3 separate regions of the Mus musculus genome follow, and all the other regions are linked to region 2. A link is a contact called in public HiChIP or PLAC-seq and capture Hi-C data. All regions are on one chromosome and are shown on one strand. The core of a region is the stretch at or near the end of the contact, and the rest is flanking DNA. Distances in the headings are between cores, read along the strand shown. Region 1 overlaps Nlrp9c (NLR family, pyrin domain containing 9C). Region 2 has its middle 10 kb from the start of Gm46015. Region 3 overlaps Cyp2b23 (cytochrome P450, family 2, subfamily b, polypeptide 23).

Region 1 (4,765 bases), core at 1,736-4,235, 540 kb after region 2:
TCAATAGGAAGCCTTTCTGACTATACCATCTAAACAAGCATAGACAAGTAATAGATTTACCATGCTGGAGAGAGGGCTAAGTGGGTAAGTATATTTGTTGTGCAAGCAAGAGAACTTGAGGTCAGATTCACAGTACTGACATAAAAAGATGGACATGGTTGCTTGAGGCTGTTGCCCAGCATTAGAAGATGGAAACAGGTAGCTCCTGCTATCTTACTGGTTAGTTTGCCTTGTCAAGATGATTAGAGACTGTTCCAAGGTATTAAGGCAAAGAACAATAGAGAAAGATACCCATGTCTTCCTCTGGCTTCATCATGAATTTGCATGGACACATCTATAAAATATTTCTCTGGATAGTAAGGCAGAAGAAAAGACAAGGACAGTGGACAAGGCTTAGAGACATACTCACTTTTGGTCCAGTTTAAAGTTTTCTAAGCTACCATATTCGGGATCATGGATTTCTGAAAAAACTTTCTTTTGTATATGCAGGTGAAGGTTTTTCAATTTTGAGGCTCGCAGCAGACTGTATTCAGCTGCTCCCAAATCATCACTATCACTAATATCAACAGTAATTTCTTCAAATAGATTCATCACTTGACTTACAAATCTTTCCTCCTGGTTTTCAATTAGACAGAAGAACAACTTCTTGGGATGCACCAGTTTCTCATTACACTCTGGTTGACTGAGACTTTTAAGGTATCTAATGATTTCCTGTCTTATTGTTTTGAATGATATATTGCCAAAGCATGGTTTAAGCAAAGTGATCACATGTTTAGTGGCAATTCCAAAGAAAAATGTCTGTGCATGGGTCCATTGGTTCTGTTTATGAGCATATATTTCTCCTAAAAGTTGAGGTAGGCTTCCAATAACTGGGTGATATGTGTCTTTGTCCTGTTTGAGAAAATAGAACAGGGTAGCAAAGTACCACTGTAGTGTAGAATGGTAAAACATAATGTTGTTACCTTGAATTTGCAGAAATTTCATTTTCAGCCACACTGTCTTATCAGATTCAGATATCTTATTCCTCCTGAGGTCCTCAGAGTCAAACACATATACCTGTTTCCACATTCCCTCTACAGCCAAGGTGCACAGGGTCTTTAATTTGAACCTCTTGTATTTAGATGAGCCCAAGCCAAATATTGATTTGAATGCACTCATGATAAATATCGTGTGGATAGCTGATGTTGATTCACTGGAAGAGATTACTTCCTCTCTCGAATAATGCCCCCACATTAAAGAACTACAGATCATCCACAACATACTAGGATTGCTGCATAAAGTAAACAATGGTTCGTTTTTCTTTAAATCCTTAAAGACTTCTACACCCAACTGAATTTTGAAGAAGGACACACAGTAGAAATATATAGACTGTTCAGATAATCCTGACATAATGATCTCCCTAGGATTCTGCAGCAAAGGAATAATTTTTGAACAACTTGACTCTCCCAATTCAAGAAGCAGAGAGCACTCTGGGAGCATTATTTTCTGTAGCAAACTGCTCAAAACATTTTGTGTTGGCAGCCTCTTCCTCCAATCATTGCACAAGTTTGTCCTGAGTTCCAAGTCAAATTTCAGGTAATCAAATCCATCCAGAACAAACAAGATTCTCTTTGGATTGGATAAAATGTCATCCAGTGTCTCAGAACACTCAGGCAATTTACTTGAGATAAGCTCAGCTAAGCTTAACTCTGTGGTATTGTTAAGTGAGAAGACAGAGAAGAAGAAAACATACTGAAACCGGTTCTGCAGTAAAACTCCTGATGCCCAATCCAACATTGCTTTTCTTAAAAAAACTGTTTTTCCTTTTCCTCTAGTACCTAATACAACTGCAGTAGCTGGGTCTGACTCAGAATCAAATATGTCCAGTAATGCTTTGTATTGACGATCTATAATGGTGTTGTAGCTTCTATCAGGCATATAAGTGTTGGTCTCAGATGTCCATATGTATTGAAATAAATTCTTCATAAACTCTTTGTATTTATTTTGTTTATCTGGGTTTGATGAAATCAGAATACAGGGCAATTAGGAATAGAATAGTCCTAAGAATGAATCAGAGTATCTCCTAAATACATGTCTAATGAATAATCTATACTTCTGCATGACCATGGGTTCTGAGGTGAGCAAATAAAAGGAAAACCACCCTCACCTTCTCCTGCAATAACTTCCCATTTCAATTCCTGTGAACCTGGTGTAGGTTTTTCTTTCCCACTGAACTACAAACAGAATGGTTAGGGCCCCACCCAACCCTAACCACCCAACCAGTTCTTTCTATACCCACATCTCTAGGTAGAAAATACTATTGCATACAATTCGTTCCATGCTGGGCCTCCAATCCCCATGCTAGATATGGCATATGAACATTCAAGGCCAATAGAAAAAGGAAGTCCTCAGAAGGCAGGGACAGTTAAAAGAATGAAAAACCTGGATCCCCTCTAGAGTCAATTGTATGTAGGACTCCTTCTCTACCTGACAACTCTATAGTACCAATAAACTTTGATTTCACATTCCCTAGAATTCTTCCTGCTTTTACATGCTTTAATTCACAAAGAGAAATAACTAGTCAGAATTATCTTGGTACCCAACATGGGTCCCTCACTGCAGACTCTCAGTTGGTGGTTTTCTCATATCCATGGTTATATTTCATATATTGTCTTTAAAAGCTTTGTGACCAAACTTATAACTCACCTCTGAACAGCAGCTACTGTAAAGCATGAATTCTGTGTATTTATCGCATTTCAAATTTACAAAGGGGCATGGTACCTCCCAGGAAAAAAATCTGTAAGTATTTCATTTTTACATGTTTTTATGAGGTACGACTCAGATTGTTTCTATTTAGTCTAAAATTTTCCTAACTTGTAGCCTCCCTCAGCCCTGAAGCAGGCTGATCCAGACTTTGACCTTGCTGCTACTAAGGAGATTACCTAGGGTGGAACCTTCCAACCTAGATGGCTCTTTTGTTCTGTCACCTGCCACTGCTCTCTGCAAGACACTGCTATCTGCTGAGAAGCACCTGAGATATTCCAGAGGAATATCCTATCCTGCATGTCGCGTACAGGCTGGCTCCAGACACCAAGAATGGACTGGCAGGGGATGGATGGGCCTTCCCCCCCTTGTAAGCACACTCTCTTAGTAAACTGGCGGGCCTTGAACAGAATCATGTCTTGGTCTCCAATAATCTCTCACCGTCTAAGTCTCTTTCAGCCCCAGCCTGCCTCCCAGGAGTACCCGGTTCAAGTAGGTCACAGGCTGCCATACAACAGATTGGCGTCTGAGCCAGGGACCTTGGGAATGGCGGGAAAACACTGAGGGAATTGCTGTCTTGTATGGAGCTCCAAGGGAAGGAAAGAATCAGAGATCGTATTGGCATGGTGAGCAACAGGTATTTACGCTAGCGCTGGCTTTAAACTTCATTTTTAAAAAAAAGTGTTGCTGGAGGTACGGAAGGATACGGGCTAAGTTTGGAACAGTGCTAACCCGGCACTTTTTCCATTTAGGATTTGACAGTGAAATATGTGTAGGACTAGAAACTGTGAATCAGGTAGTTGTCTGCAGCTTTTAAAAGCTGTTTCAGGCGAGAGGAATAGGGTTTAAAATGATGAAACAGGCAGTTGTCCACAGTCGAGAACTGCATCAGGCTAGAGGAATAGGGCTTAAAATGATGGAGTAAAATATATAGAGGAAAATGGATTTTGAAACTCTCCCAGAGACAGAGAGAATTTGAGGGAAGCCCTGCTTTATTCTCTCTGCCTCTACAGCAGAAGTTCTCTGGCCTCTTTGTGTTGTCTAATGTCTGGTGCACCGATTACGTGTCGATTCATGTGTGTTTTGTTTCATTGTCTGAATGACTGAATGTTCTGTGTTTCATGTTGGAAAATAAAGATGGCTAAAACTTTATCTGCTGGTTTAGCAAGAGAGTGGCCACGCTTTAGCCAGGATCAGGCACAGCAGGAGAACTCCAGCTGGAAAAACAGTTTTTTGAGAAAGGGAGTCTGCAGCCTCTTAGTTTTGGGGCAAAAAAGCTGATAGATGGTTTTTTGCCTGGAGGGTTCTCTGCAATTGTGATTAATGTGTTTAGCAAATGACAAAGTGCTTTTTTATCTTATAATTATAGCTAAAAAAATTAAAATTCTTTGATTGGTCTAAATTTGTAAGACTCGTGTAGCCGCTTCATTTGGTTTTTTTACTGGACTTAGAAGTGTAATATGCTCTGTGTGTCTTCATCGTAGAGTATTAGCTTATAAAGTTATTGGCTATGATAAAAAAAGGTGTAACACTGGTTACTAGAAAATTAGTTTTAAATTGGCAATTGTCTTTCAAACACGTGGCATGAAGCAGGCCAAAAAAACTAGGCCTCTAAGGATACTTCTAGTTGAAATAATATTTAATGTGATTCTTATCCTAGAAAGTAGAATTAAGATAAGATTTAAAGCAATGTCTCTTTAATGAAGCATTAAAATTTGCACTGTCATGCATTCATAGGTATAAATTGGCAGCCAAACTTCATAACATAATAATAATACCTCTAACATTTATTCTAAGGGGATAAATTGTTTTGAAATTGGGTTTTGCTTTCCCAAAGTTGTAGATATAGTCTAATATTGCAAAAGAAACTTAAAATTTCTAAAATCTGTCCTCACAGCAAGAGGAACAAAACTCAGAGCAGCCTCTGCGGTCCTTGTGTGACTTTCTTTTGTCTTGACTTTCTTGTGTGCCTGGGGAGGTTCTTGAAACTTGCCTCTCCTTGCCTCCAGGGGAATTTTCTTTT
Region 2 (4,794 bases), core at 1,278-3,777:
TTTCTTGATTAACTTTCACCTGGGTGTGGTCACCCTTAGGCAAATGTATAAAAAGCAAGCTGAGAAGCCTTGGAAAGTAGGCCAGTAAGCAATGTTCCCTGGTTCTTCAGGACCTGCCTCCAGGTTCCTGCCTCGAGTTCCTGCTCTGGCTTCCCTCAGTGACAGGCTGTACCGTGTAAGCTGAAATAAACCCTTGCAGCATGTTGTTTTGGTTATCATGCTTAGCGCAGTGACAGAAACCTAACCAGCACAGGATGTAAATGTTGCTTTGAGTGTTCATAAATGAAAGGAAGCCAAGTCTGGTGGCAGAGGCTTAGAATCCTAGCTACTTGGGAGGCCGAGGCAGGAGGACCTCAGGTTCAAGGCTACCTGGGCTATTTGCCTTAAAATAAAAGGCTGGAGCCAGTACTCACTGTTAGGGTTTGTGCCCAACAAGCTTGAAACCCTGTGTTCAATCACCATTTCTATTATAATAAATAAAGCTAAATTACTTACATATGTGTGCATACATTCGTGTGTATGTGTGCACACACGCGTGCATTGTATATTACACACGCTTGCATTGTATATCACACACATATGGAAGGTAGAGGATAACTTGCAGAAATTGCTCCTCTTCTTCCACCATGTGTGACCCAGTGATTGAACTTAGGCTGCCAGGGATGGCGTTAGGTACCTTTACTCTCTGATCAGTCTCGGGTTGCCAGGGTCCAAGTTAGGTACTTTAGTTTATCCTCTGATCTATCTGTGCCAGGTTTCTTTAGTCTTTTCTATATAAACTGGGAGTCTTTTCTATATAAACTGGGTAAACTGTACACCAGGTTCCCTAATCTGCAGGTTTAGTCCTTTTTGCAAGTTGCACTATGTAGTCTAGGGAGTGACCATCCTCTTGCTTTAGCTCCCCCGTGCTGATACAATAGAACCACCACATCCAGAAAGACTTTGGTTCTCTAAGATATCTACATCATATGGGGTGGCATTTGTCTTCTCTGTGTTATCTGCATCTATTTTTTTTTTCTTTTTTTAAAGGACGGATCTCCTTGTTATTCTGGCTGGCCTTTAACTTACACCAGACTGGCTCCCATTTGTGGCAATCCTCCTGTCTCTGTTTACTGAGTGCTGAGATTAAAAGCCATGTGGTGTCATGCTTGACCTAAATTTTCTTTTTCTTGAGGTGAGGTTTTGAAACTGCAAAAATTCCAAATGTTGGAATCACATGCATACTTCACCATGCCAGTAAGATCTATATCTATTTCACATCCCTATCATGTGTATTTTACACACACACACACACACACACACACACACACACACACACACACACACACAGAGGCACACTCGCACCCACTCACCCACTCACCCACTCAGACACACACACCTAGGCACACTCACACACACAGACACACTCTCACACATACTCACATACACACACCTACAAGCACAGACACACACACTCCAAGGATAACCGTGACCTCCTGGTCCTCTTGCCTTCACTTCCCAAGTGTTGCCGTTACAGGTGTGTGCCACCACGCTCAGTTAATGCTCAGTTGTGCGGAGCTGGGAATTAAACTCAGTTAGTGGATGCTAGGTGAGCACTTGGCCCATTCTGCCAGCCTGCTATCTGTCTATCTGAATAATCGATATGCCATTTATGTCTTTACAATCTCTTATCTCTCATATATACCTAGATTATTCGTATGTTACAGATATCATCTATATAATTTGCTTGTATTTGTAACTATCTATATCTATGCTCATTTTACATTTATATATAGTATTCAGAATAACATTATGTTATTGCTATATATTTACTGAGGACTTTTATTTTTTTTTAAAGGTAGATTCAAAAGCTGGGTGGTGGTGGTGGTGGCACATGCCTTTAATACCAGGGCTAGGGAGGCAGAGGCAGGCAGATCTCTATGAGTTTGAGGCCACCCTAATCTACCTAGCAAGTTTCAGGACAGCCAAGGCTCTACAGAGAGACCCTGTCTTGAAAAGCAAAAACAACAACAACAACAAAAAAAACCAAAACAAAACAGAAAAAGAAAACAACCCCCACAAACCACAAAAAATAAAAAACAAAATGAACAAAAAACCCCAAACCAAACCAACCAAACACACAAACGAAAAAAAAAAAAACTAGATTAATTTAGGCTCTTGTCTGTAAAGCAGCAAGTTGAATATTTTCATCCATTTACATTCCTAAACATCATCCCAACTACACAGGTACCCAAGTAGGGGCTAGACCAATCCTTGATACTGCCCAGAGAGACTGAATACTTTCTGACTTCAGGCTAGATTCCAGTAACCCCAGACCTTCCCTGTCCTTTTACATATAGCGTTCCACAGATATAACGGTGCTCAGACAGAACCACGTTTTTTGAAAATCCATGACACCCACAGACAAGACTAAATATTCCTCAGGTCTCTCTCTTCCAGTGAGAAACCTTCTCTGTATACTCCTTTTTAAGTCTAGTTCCCTGTAACCCCGCCAAAGATAAGAGCCTCCACACCACCAGGTGGCGCTGTTAGTTCGTAGATGACTGGGAGAGAGTAAAATTCGCGTCTGTGAGAGGACGACTAAGGGGAGAGAACTACACCTCTCACTCAATTCTCAAAAGTCCCGAGGAGGGGTGGAGAGGTGGTTCGGGTGTTAAGAATGCATACTGCTTTTGCAGAGGACTGAGTTTAGTGCCGAGCACCCACACAAGGGTACTCACAACTGCCTGTAACAACCCCTCCAGGCTCCATGCCTTCCTGGCTCTATGGGCACCCACACTCATTTGCACAGTTCCCCGTGCATACAAATAATTAAAAAGAAAACAGATCTTTTAAAAGAAGTCCCGAGGAGAATGTGCTTTAGATTCTCCCTTTCAAGATAGACGGAGGCTCAGGCAGTCGATGCAGCTGCTTAAATCAATGCGAAGCTCCGATACAGTACAGTGTGGTGAAACTGGCTGATTGATTCAAGAAACTGACCAGGCGCTGGTGGCACATGCCTTTAATCCGAGTACTCGGGAGACAGGGGTAGGTGGATTTCTGTGAGTTCGAGGCTAGCCTGGTCTACGGAGTGAGTTCCAGGATAGCCAGGTCCACACAGAAAAGCCAAAATGTCAAGAAAAGCCAAAAATGAAATTTTAAAAAAAAGGGGAGGGGGGAAGGGGAAAAAAAAAGAATTGACTCTGAACAGCAGAGTAGGAAAGGGCACTTTTTTTTTTTTTAATGTTTGATATCGACTTTTATTAAATTTTAAAAAACTTTAGGATACACAGTGAAAATCTGTCCTACATGATCAGTATGGTTTGGGTATAATGTTTCCTCCCCATAATCATGTATGGACAGCTTTGTGTCGATGCAATGCTCAGAACTGAGTTTTGGGAAAGGGATGGGATCATGAAGGTTGTGACCTACTTAGTAGATTAATCCATTGATGGTCTCAGTTCTAATGTCATTATTAGGACGTGATGGTAGGCAACAGGTGGGACCTATTGGAGACTTAGGTCAGGGTGTGTTTTGAAAGCTGTGTCTTTTTGGTGTCCTCTTCTTTCTCTGTTTTCTGACCATCATGAGATGAGTAGCTTTGCCCTGCCATGCCTGCTCTCCATTTATGCCCCGATTCATGGCAACCTAAAGGCTGAAACTGAACTGAAATAAAAAGTTCTTCCTTTAAACAGCTTACCTAAGGGAGAAGACGTGACTAATATAGTAGCATTTCTAAGGTCCATGGGCAGTCTCCATATTGATAATTCCTCCCAGTCTCCTGAGATTAAATTCAAAATTTACAATTTTGTGGCACGTTTTTATTATGTAAGCTTCTTGCTAATTTATCCTAAGCAGACATCAGTGGGAATGCTGAAAGCCAGTTTTGAAGCTCTTGAAGCCTCAGGATATTTTAGCAAATGCAGTTACTGTTTCATAGCTTCTGCCCTGAATAGTCAAGCATCAGGCTCTGTATTTCATTTTATTTTATTATTAAACAATAGGCACAGGCAATGATGGAATTTATAGAAGACTGGAGTCTGAAATGTATGGGTATTCCTTCTTGCTGTACAACTTCTTTTTTAAAAAAATTTTTTTAGGTATTTTCTTCGTTTACATTTCCAGTGCTATCCCAAAAGTCCCTCATACCCTCCCCCACACTCCCCTACCCACCCACTCCCACTTCTTGGCCCTGGCGTTCCCCTGTACTGAGGCATATAAAGTTTGTGCAAACAATGGGCCTCTCTTTCCACTGATGGCCGACTAGGCCATCTTCTCCTACATATGCAGCTAAAGACACAAGCTTCAGGGGGTACTGTTTAGTTCATAATGTTGTTCCACCTATAGGGTTGCAGATCCCTTTAACTCCTTGGGTATTTTCTCTAGCTCCTCCATTGGGGGCCCTGTGATCCATCCAATAGCTAACTGTGAGCATCCACTTCTGTGTTTGCTAGGCCTCGGCATAGTCTCACAAGAGACTGCTATATCAGGGTCCTTTCAGCAAAATCTTGCTAGTGTATGCAATGGTGTCAGCGTTTGGAGGCTGATTATGGGATGGATCCCCGGATATAGCAGTCTCTAGATGGTCCATCCTTTTGTCTCAGCTCCAAACTTTGTCTCTGTAACTCCTTCCATGGGTGTTTTGTTCCCAATTCTAAGAAGGGGCAAAGTGTCCACACTTTGGTCTTCGTTCTTCTTAAGTTTCATGAGTTTCCCAAATTGTATCTTATATCTTGGGTATTCTAAGTATCTGGGCTAATATCCACTTATCAGTGAGTACATATCATGTGAGTTCTTTTGTGATTGGGTTACCTC
Region 3 (4,340 bases), core at 1,517-4,016, 820 kb after region 2:
TCCTTCTCCCTCTCCCCTCCCCCTCTCCCTCTCCCTCTCCCCTCCCCTCCCCTTCCTCCCTTCCCCACTGACCAAGTCCCAGCTAATCTAAGACCATTCCCAGCTTTTGACTTTATGAATTTCACAGAATCCACACTGCTGCTTTTTCGAATGCAAACCACAATACTTCTACCAGATCTTATCTCCCCTACTTATTTCCAAGGTTTGGCCTTACAAGAATTCTAGAAGCTTCTCTAGTACCATGCCAGAATTGAAAGAAGAGAATCCCCCAAAATGATCTGGAGACACCTGCTCAATATTGGACTCAAAACTTTTTGCCTATGAAGACTCCTTCCTTTCTCCCATCCCCTGCTTCCTCACCCTGACCTCCTCCACATAACTAAGGATACATGACATTCCTCAGGTAGAGGCATGTGTGAGATTTTGAATTCCCCAGAGAAAGTTAGAGAAGGAAAACCCTACAAATAGAGTCCTCTATTATGTACCAAGCCTCAGAAGGCTATCTGGTCAATGGTGGACTTTGACCTTGATTAGTAGAGCTTTCCCACAAGTTGTTTCTTTGCTTCTTTGTCTTGCCCTACTTTAAACACCTTATGTTAGACAATTGCAGTCTCAGGTTCTCACAGAGAAGCAGTGAGCAAGGCAAAGGGTTGTCCCTTCAAACCTGACATAGATGTGATGGAGTTTGCAGCAAAATGCCCTTCTGGAAAGATCCTTAGATACCTATCACAAGATGACATGTAAAAATATCCAGGAGGTAAGGGTCTCCGCATTCTTGGGTGTTACCTAGACTGTATATCGCAACAACTAAAACCCAAGCTGCTGAGTGCTCTTGTGAGGGAGTCTCCTTTTCAGATTATTTGAAACAAGAAGATCCTCCTCAAACCTGGGTCACACCTTCTGTTGGTAGACACAGGAAAGAAGGAAATTGTGCTTTTTGTCCTGCCTACCCTCACTCTCCCTGGAGTTTACCTAATCTGTTGCTATGGCTGGTAATAAATCCAATTTCTTGTGGATTGCAACAGAGACAGAAACACCAGCAGTTCTCCAGGCATCTTCCAGGACTGCAGTACTGCTTGATCTAGTTTAGAGGTTCATGGATGGCACAGATCAAGCTTAGAGGCTCATGAATGACACAACAAGCTTAGAGGCTCATGGATGGACAACTACTGAATTCTCAGCCTTTTCATATGAGACAGTCAAACTACTCTAATGAATTACATAGATATATGACAGATGAGAGAGAGAGAGAGAGAGAAGATAGATAGATAGATAGATAGATAGATAGATAGATAGATAGATGATAGAGTGATAGTGTGATAGCGTGATACTTTGTTTATGTTTGGCCCAGGGAATGGCACTATTAAGAGGTATGACCTTGTTACAGTAGATATATCACTGTAGGCATGGGCTCATCATAGCTGCCTGGAAGTCACTCTTCCACTAGCAGCCTTCAGATGAAGATGTAGAACTGTCAGTTCTGCCTGAATCATGCCAGCCTAGATGCTGCCCTGCTCCCACCTTGATGATGACAGACTCAAATTCTGAACATGTAAGCCAGCACAATTAAATGTTGTTCTTTATAAGACTTGCCTTGGTCATTGTGTCTGTTCACAGCAGTAAAACCCTAACTAAGATAGATAAATAGATAGATAGATAGATAGATAGATAGATAGATAGATAGATAGAGTATATAGACAAATAGATAAAGATAGAATGTTAAATAGATAGATGATGAATGATGAATAGAGAGATGATAAGTAATAAATGATCAATAGACTGGTTGATTGATTGATTGATTGATTGATTGATTGATTGATTGATTCTGTCAGTCCTGTTCCTTTAGAGACCCTTACTAATGCAGGGATTGTGTGATTCTTGGAAGATTTAAACAGAAACATAAGGAAACCTGAGGTTTGATGTCCAGAAACATGCATCTCAGGAGCCACAGGCTGAGGAGGCCTCTGCCTAGACAAAAAAAAAAAAAAAAAGCAGGAAGAGAATTCTAAGAACTATCATGAAAAACACACATGAATATTTCTGACTGTGGCCTGTAGAATACAGAAACCTAGATAATTTTATGTGAAGTAAAGGCACAAGACACCAAACATCACACAATGTGTGAATCTGTTTACCTGAACCATACATACTAGACAAATCTGTAGACATAGAATTCAAAACTTTTAGAGTCCATTATCACAGATCACAGTGTGTGGAGAGCTGATAAGTGGGGACTTGGGCTATTGGGAGGAAGGAGGTGATTAAGCATGGGATGTGGCCTCCAGAAGTCTGTTCACACATCAAGAGAGACAGCTGATTGATTTGTCCAGTACATTCACAGGGGAGAAGAACATGCTTTGGGGCTTTAGAGAAGCATCAGTAGGTAGAACAGATGAGCATCGACTTAGGGTCTGGTTTCCAGCAGGTCTTTCAGAGGCAGAAAGATGGTGCCATTCTCAACAGAAATAGAGACACCTGGCTGCCTCAGCCCAGTCAGCGAGGTAAGAAGCAGATCCGATACACTGGGGGTATTTTGACAAAGCCACTCTCCTTGGGAGTCAGGTCAATGTCTTCAGGAGCCACGGGGCTGGACAATGAGAAGTTCTGAAGGAGGGCAGTGAAGAAAAGGAACAATTCGTTTCGGGCAATGCCTTCGCCAAGACAAATGCGCTTTCCTATGGGCAGAGAAAGTGAGCCATGTGAGTTCCTGACAAGTATAAAACCTCTGTACTGCCCCATCCCTAATCCCATTTAGACAACTCTGCCCATTGCAATGAATAACAATGAGTTTGACTCTCAACCTGCAATTCAAATGAGAATGTTAAGAGAGTCCCAGATCTGAAAGAATTTGTGCATAGGCCAGTGAGATGCCTTAGCATGGGCAACAGCCTGCCCCCAGTCCTGGGGCCATGAGTTCAATCCCATGGACACACATGCTGGAAGGAGAGAACCAGCTCCTAAAAACTGTCCTTCAACATAAACACATACATACATACCATAGCACTTATGAATACACATGCAATTATGTATATAAGAAATAAATCATAAAATAAAGGACAAATTGTTGGTGAATATCTTGTAGTCACTGTTGACAGATTTGTAGCTTTTTGTTAAGAGCCCTTCTTCCAGAACTTTAAAACCAAATTAGAATAGGTCTGAAGTGTGTTTGTGCACACATTTATAATGCAAGACTTTTAGCATCCCTAATTTCTCAAATGAGAAGTTTGATACCCATCTCATCAGGATGCCCCGAGGGAAAAGGCATTGTTTAGAAATCCTACATAGGCTTGACATGGAGGTGCATGCCTGTACTTATAGAATTTGGCAGACTGAGGCAGGAACACAGTGGGTTCCAAATTCCCTGGGCTTCAGAGAGAGACCTCTATGTCTCCTCTCTTTCTCTGTCCTCTCTGTCTCTCATCCACCCCTTCTCTCTGTGTCCCCTATTCTTCTATACCTTGAAATTTGTTATCCACTAGGTTCTCAGAAGAATGAGGAGCCCTTGCTGGTTTATAACCTCAGGTATGGATACCACAGAGCAGGGGGAGCCTGAAAGCCCATGTACAGGCACCACACAGCCGGTATGTACCTCAGTGATTCTTTAGCTGCAACTGACTGCCTGGGCCCTCCAGGTGCAGGAGGGATTTCCCAGCAATCTCTAGGCCTTGTAGGTTGTAGAAAAATTGTTCCTGTGTGTGGAAGTATTTACAAAAGTACCATATCTTTCTGGGTATCTCTTTTCCAGAATTTTGGGCACCTTTTATGGATCTAATACACACACACACACACACACACACACACACACACACACACACACACTCCATTTCCTTCTCTCTCTCTCTCTCTCTCTCTCTCTCTCTCTCTCTCTCTCTCTCTCTCTCTCTCCCTCCCTCCCTCCCTCTCTCTCTCCCTCTCTCTCTCCTTTCTTTCTCTCTCTCCCTCACTTTCTTCCTCCTTCCCTCTCTCTTTTTACCCATGGCAGTCTCCCTGAACCTGTGTCTGAGCCTATCACCACTATGTATCTTTTGATCTGTTCTCTCTGTTTGTTTCTTTCTCAATACCCTAGGTACCATCCTAGCCACCCCCTTTCTCTAAGGACAGCTTGTCACATGTTCCTTCGCTGTTCTCTCTCCTGTTCCTTTATCTATTTCTAGTTGTGCTCTCCAATTTCATTTTCTGTTCTCTCCCTCTCCCTCTCCTCTCCCCCTCCCCCACCTCTCTCTCTCTCCCTCTCCCCTCCCCCCCTCTCTCTCCCTCTCCCTCTCCCTCTCCCTCTCCCTCTCCCTCTTTCTCTCTTGTGACCTCCACCCAGCCTGAAGCTGGCTGAACCAGACCTCGAC

The links. HiChIP or PLAC-seq counts read pairs in DNA pulled down with a chosen protein or histone mark. Capture Hi-C pulls out chosen DNA fragments and counts their contacts.
Region 1: a capture Hi-C map of embryonic stem cells shows a contact between it and region 2, with 5 times the contacts expected there. The contact joins two enhancer-like sites. A contact is called at or near these places in 1 of 115 datasets of contacts at active chromatin or transcription factors (embryonic stem cells) and 1 of 9 other capture datasets (embryonic stem cells).
Region 3: a contact with region 2 is called in an H3K27ac HiChIP or PLAC-seq map of embryonic stem cells, with 4 times the contacts expected there. The contact joins two enhancer-like sites. A contact is called at or near these places in 2 of 115 datasets of contacts at active chromatin or transcription factors (both in embryonic stem cells) and 1 of 9 other capture datasets (embryonic stem cells).

What each region holds. Positions count from the first base shown.
Region 1 is chr7:26,383,891-26,388,655 of GRCm38.p6, forward strand. It overlaps Nlrp9c (NLR family, pyrin domain containing 9C), which reads right to left. Exons shown (of 10, transcript NM_001042612.2): 3 at 410-1,991. Among named protein-coding and RNA genes, the nearest start is that of Nlrp9c, 17 kb to the right of the region's middle. Within about 2 kb of position 2,986, at least 3 of the 459 cell types and tissues checked have an H3K27ac peak or open chromatin away from gene starts, as enhancers often do. A contact at or near this core is called in embryonic stem cells, where this site is marked.
Region 2 is chr7:25,845,649-25,850,442 of GRCm38.p6, forward strand. No RefSeq gene overlaps it. Among named protein-coding and RNA genes, the nearest start is that of Gm46015, 10 kb to the left of the region's middle. Within about 2 kb of position 2,528, at least 85 of the 459 cell types and tissues checked have an H3K27ac peak or open chromatin away from gene starts, as enhancers often do. A contact at or near this core is called in embryonic stem cells, where this site is marked.
Region 3 is chr7:26,663,440-26,667,779 of GRCm38.p6, forward strand. It overlaps Cyp2b23 (cytochrome P450, family 2, subfamily b, polypeptide 23), which reads right to left. Exons shown (of 9, transcript NM_001081148.1): 9 at 1,788-2,675. The coding sequence ends at 2,494. Among named protein-coding and RNA genes, the nearest start is that of Cyp2b23, 21 kb to the right of the region's middle. Within about 2 kb of position 2,767, at least 5 of the 459 cell types and tissues checked have an H3K27ac peak or open chromatin away from gene starts, as enhancers often do. A contact at or near this core is called in embryonic stem cells, where this site is marked.